Linked DNA regions of Oryzias latipes: region 1 is linked to region 2. A link is a contact called in public Hi-C data. All regions are on one chromosome and are shown on one strand. Each heading gives the region's core, a stretch centred on a gene start, on an enhancer-like site or on the middle of the called end of the contact. The rest is flanking DNA. Distances are from core to core; before and after follow the strand shown.

What was found. A called contact is a pair of places that touch in the nucleus more often than the background predicts.
Region 1: a contact with region 2 is called in a Hi-C map of embryo, with 2.4 times the contacts expected there. The contact joins the promoter of LOC101161892 here to the enhancer-like site in region 2. A contact is called at or near these places in 5 of 5 Hi-C or Micro-C datasets (embryo, fibroblasts and gastrula embryo).

The regions. Positions count from the first base shown.
Region 1 is chr8:22,333,939-22,336,709 of ASM223467v1, forward strand. LOC101161892 (nuclear factor interleukin-3-regulated protein-like) reads right to left here and starts at 1,335. Exons shown (of 2, transcript XM_004071983.3): 1 at 1,045-1,335; 2 at 1-489. The coding sequence starts at 429.
Region 2 is chr8:22,292,165-22,294,864 of ASM223467v1, forward strand. No RefSeq gene overlaps it. Among protein-coding and RNA genes, the nearest start is that of LOC111947839, 11 kb to the right of the region's middle. Within about 2 kb of position 1,392, at least 5 of the 8 cell types and tissues checked have an H3K27ac peak or open chromatin away from gene starts, as enhancers often do. A contact at or near this core is called in embryo, where this site is marked.

The DNA of each region.
Region 1 (2,771 bases), core at 85-2,584, 42 kb after region 2:
AAAGCGGAACTTGAGGGCCAGCAGCTCCGCTCTGAGGCGAGCGTTCTCCTCCAGCAGGGCCAGCACCTGACTCTCCAGGACCATGTCGTTCACGCGCCGTTTCTCCCGCGAACGCTTGGCTGCCTCGTTGTTCTTTCTCCTCTTGTCCCAGTAGCCTTCGTCCTTCTTGTCGTGAGGGATGAACTCGCGCTTTCGCCGGTTGCAGCTCCCAGGACTCTCCTTGCGTTTGCTGGCTGAGGTGCGACCCAGGAGGGAGCGAGCCAACAGGCTGCTGGAGGTCAGAAGGGACACACTTTCATCCGTGAAGGACAGAGCAGCTCCTGCTGCTCCTTCCGCTCCTCCTCCTCCTCCTGCAGTTGCAGGTGAATCCATGGGATGAAGCACAGCCGCCTCCTGCTGCCTTCGCTCCTGAGACACCTCCTCAAACATTTTGCCCTGCAGAAGCTGAAAGATTCCTCTGTAGCGCTTTCTTTGTGATAACAGTGCCACCTAGTGTTGGAAAAAGAGGAAAGTTTTTTAGGTTATGCAAGAGACATTACAACACAATATTATGCAACCCCATTACATCTCTGAACAGGAGCAACTTGTACCACAACCTGAGGAGCCTCATTACATGACCGGATGAGATAATGCTGTCATTTCTGAACATTTTAGAAGAATGATTTCAAGAATGAATTTGAAAGACTATTAATTTAGTATATGAAGTCTCTTCAGGAGCGTTTGAAATCTGTAGAGAGTTTCTGGCTAGAGAGCTGAGCTTCATCAGCTTTGACCCACATGTTTATCAGGAACAAGCCGCTCTTCCATCACATCTCAGCTGACCTGATTCAGTTCAGTTCATGTCCTGACTCATTTAAAACACATGGCATGTCAGAAGACTTTACATCTTCAAGCAATCCCTTTATTTAGATTTCACTTTGAACAGCTTGAATGATCACATTTTTTACTTTAAACCTCAAAACTTGAACCATTTTAATGTTCCTGGTTAAGAGAGTTGTTGAACTGTTTGAAAAATTAGTAAAAAAAAAACTTTGATAAACGTACCTGTGGGATGTTTTTCCCCCCTCTCTCTCTTCTTAAATCAGCTGGTGCCTTTGCGTCCTCTCCACCTCAGAAAGCCCGTCCGTGTCTGTCCGGATCCGACCCAGGCGCGCTGATGAAAGCGCATTCACTGCTCGCGGTTACTTAATATTATCTCCGGCGCGCGCGCTGCGCTTCCACTCTGCTCCACTTGGAATGGCACAGCTCCTATTTGTAACGTGGAGTTCAGCTCAGGACGGACCCCGTCCTCGGCTGAACCGGCGCGACCCCGTCGGTGTGCGCGCTCCCGACGCCGCCCCTTTCCAGGGAAAGCGAGCCCCTTCAGGCACCATCATCATCGTCATCTGCCTCCGTGGCCACGCCCACTCAGAGTACATCGTCACAATTAGATAACGTTGCCTCTGTGCTTGTCTTTCTGAAGGCAACAAGTGTGAATAATCACAGCTCATCCAGTCATCCTGCTGACACATTTCTGTGGCTTCACGAGCGCATCAGCTCTTCATCAAGCTTCTTCATTTAATTCAATTTATTCCAATTATTGTCCTAATAAATTTTGGGAAAACAAGATAAACTGACAAAAGATATATGTCAAAAAAAGAACTTCTACTAAAAAGAAAATAAAGGAATGAAAAACGCATCAGAGGAGCATCACAACTCTAGCGGCGTCAAAAACCAGTGGATGAAAATGGGTCATTAAACATGACTCAAAAACCTCTTTTGTGTATGTTTGTGTGTGTGTGTGGGGGTCATCCTTACCACATTCTGCCCTCCCCAGCATTTGTTAACCCTTCGAGGCCCAACACAAATTCATAAAATTCTCTTGGTTTGGTGCTCAAAAAGATCAAATACATTTTTTATAAACAAATGTTTTTATTCTACAAAAAGTTGTGCACCCACTGGCCACTTTTTCAGGCACACCTGTCCAAATGATCTGTAATGGAAATTTTCTTATTATCCAATCACATGGCAGCAACTCAATGCATGTAGGCACGTAGACGTGGTCAAGACAATCTGCTGCAGTTCAAACCGAGCATCAGAACGGGGAAGAAAGGTGACGGAAGTGACTTTGAATGTGGCTGTTGGTGCCACACGGGCTGGTCTGAGGGTTTGCTGATCTACCTGGATCAAAAGGTAGATTCAGATCCTGCATTCCCAAATGTTTCCGTTTCCCTGACTGTGAATGGACTTTTCCAGAAATTCAGACCTTGTATTTTTGTTTTTACTGCACAGTTTTTTTGTGTTTTTTAACTCTTCTGATGATCTTTGAGGCAGAGTGTGACTTAATTCCTGATGAGGAACAAGCTTTATGAAAATGTAGATGAATTGGGTCAGACCCTGTGAGCTGCAGTTTGGTGCAAGTTACTTCCAAGCTGTGGTCCATTACTTATTAGTTTCTGAGCAAAAGTAAGCTGTGACCTTACATTTTTATTACCTCAAAATGGCAATGGCATTACAAAACTTCCATACTATTTAAAGTTACTTTTATCATAATGTTTGCCAAAGTAGAGCAAAAATATTCTAAAGTCACAAATGTCCGGATTTCATGTAATGATGATTTCTAATAGTATAGTTTATGGTATGAAGGCCAGTTGTATGAATCACAAACAATCCTGATGAAAGTGTTGTGAAAAAAATGTTCATGTGCCAAAATCTGGGAACAACCTGTGCCTGTGTGTAAACAGACAGACTGCATTGTGGGTCTTTTTTAGAGTTACCATTATCATGTGTCA
Region 2 (2,700 bases), core at 142-2,641:
TTGATAAACAACATTACATTTCAGAAACTAAAACACAATTTAAAGAAAAAGGAAACAAAAAATTAAAAAAATTTGGAAAACAAAAGTAATTTGCAGAAATCAAAAGGAAAGTATGACGTTTGTCCATCATTTCCACTGAAGGTTATTTGGCATGAAGCGATTCTGGATCTGCTCATTACTTATTGTAACACTTTTATGAGTATGCGGACATTGAAGACATATTTGAAACAACTCAAATGTCAAAAATCGAACATCATCGAACATCATCATCCAATCAGTGATATCTTTATTAGCATTTCATTTTTGTTTCCTTTGTTTTTCAAAATGTTTCATTTTTATTTTGTGTTTTGTAATTGTTAATGTAATTGTAATAGTCAGTGTTTTGGTTTTCAGTTCTTCCTTGTTTTGTCCCCTCTTTGTTTGGGGTTTTTATCATGTTTCAGTTTATTGATGATTAATGTTTTAGTTTCTGTTCTCCTGCATTCTGGGTCCCAGATCACCAGTTCCTGACAGTAATGTTGTTTTTTTGAATGACTTGTGTTTGCTCTTTTACTTGTTGATCTTTCATATATCTTTGCGTTAAGCGATTTGTTGGTGGGATTTGCCCTTCAGGGCCACCATACATATTTTTTAGAAAATTAAGCTCAAAACTGCCTTTCTGAGTATTTCTTTATTGAAATAGAAAAACTGCTGTTTGAAAAAGAGTTGATTTGTTATGCAGAAAATACGCTGGGGGGGCCAAAGTCTCCCTGCTCCGCTCCATTCCGATGCATCCACTAGGAAACCACTGCATCCATGAACGTCTTTGTTTTCCTCGTCTGAGCTGGAATCTATATCAAAAACTTCACGGCTTTATAGCTCCAACATTGCTCGCCATTTTTGTTGTACCACTTATATTAGATTGGGGTGTGAGGGGCTGTGTGCTAGCGGAGGAGGGTGTAAACAAAGAGATGATGGGAAATGAAGGGCAACTTTCCAATAAACTCATGCTGCAGATTTCAGCTAAAAACGGAATAATCAGGATAAAGAGCACTGGAAACGCTTTAAGAATAGATCAGATGATAGGAGAGGGACTTTAGAAACCAGATCTGATTTGAACTGTTTTGTTGGTGGGTCAAAAATAGGTCAAATTTAGTATGTCATCACTTAAGAATCCTTAATATTCAGGGTGCCTCCAACACACCTTGATTTTCCTGCATTTTCTGGCTTAATATCGAGCCTTCCAGGCTCGTGTGAGCTCCTCCCGTCTGTTTGCAGCCTATTTTTGGACTGTTTAATGCCACTACGGTGGATTTTTGCACGTCAGGGTTTGTGTGCATGTGAAGGAGACTGTTTGTGCGTGCGTGGCCTCTTCCACTCTGAGTCACACAGTGACGTGATCAGGTTCACGGATCACTCACACGCCCGGCCTCAGCACATGGCTCTCAGACAACACACTTCCTGCCTTCACGTGCTGTCCATCCGTTCCACCTCTTTTCTTTCCCTCCTTCACTCACCCGTTCTCCCGCTCTGCCTGTTGCTCCAGAACCCTGGTGACCACTTCTCGGCTATTTTAGGAAAAGTGTCACTAACCTGGTTTGTTCTGTGCCGCAATAAAGGAGCTTTTGTTTTCCAATCCGCTCCCACTTAACCATCGTTTTTTCAAGAGCTGCATACAATTCCTGTCAAGATGAAACCTAAACTGTAGACATTCTTGCAAATCCCTGCAGGCTGTTGAAAGAGTTTTTTAAAACAATTTTTATTAGGAGGGCGAGACTGTGGGAATAGTTGTGCAGTTCATGAATCCATTTCCTCATGACTGAAGCGTGACAGCAATCGATGCTCCCGAAACAATGTGAAGTCTTTGTGTGATGACTGAAGGTTCAGGTTTGGTGACCCACATACTGGGAGAAATCCCAGTTTAGCCCTTTCAGGTGCAGCCTGTGTGTCTGAGCTCCAGAGACATCAGTCAGAGCCACTTAGGTGCAGCAGCAACACGAAATCCCCAACTTCACTTCTTATTTTCACGGCCCGGAAGTGGGATTTGTCTGGTTCTTCGTAAGCAACAGACTTCCACGAAAACAGCTGACTGCTGCCCACTCGCATGTCTCCCTGGAAGGTTACTCGGCTCCACAGCTTGGGGGCGACACAGATAAACGCGTCATGTAAGCAGTGACAGAGAAAACACAAACAACAGCTGATGTTTGGAAACCCTTCTGCTCAGAACCCGACCGCCCTGTTCCGCTCCCTCCGGGGATTTTTGTCTCCGCCTGGAGCGGGTTTTACGTAACAGCTCGTCTTACTTTCAGTAAAGGTGTTACTGTAACACGTTGAGCCATGGCTGCATGTGAGCAACGGCTCACATGGGGCCGGCGGTCCAGCCTCCTCCCCTCCCTCCCCCTCCAGGTGTTTGGATTAGGCCAGGAAGGATTGAGTGGCAGGCGGGACAAAGGAGGCCCTTACTGTAAACCGACTCCTCCTCGGTCACTGTTTACAGATTTACCTCTTTCCCCTCAGTTGGCCTCATTCAAAGATCTGTCATGTTGCTATTTAATCTTTGGCTCTGTACTATCAGAAAGTCCCTGAGCGTTGTGCAACTTTTATTGTGACAGGCTGTGAAATCAAGAGCCTCAGTTTCTTTGGAAACCTCTGCTCATGTGAGCCCTGCACCACAAACTATTGAGAGACTTGCAGAGATGTAAAACCTTGTTTTTAGACTTT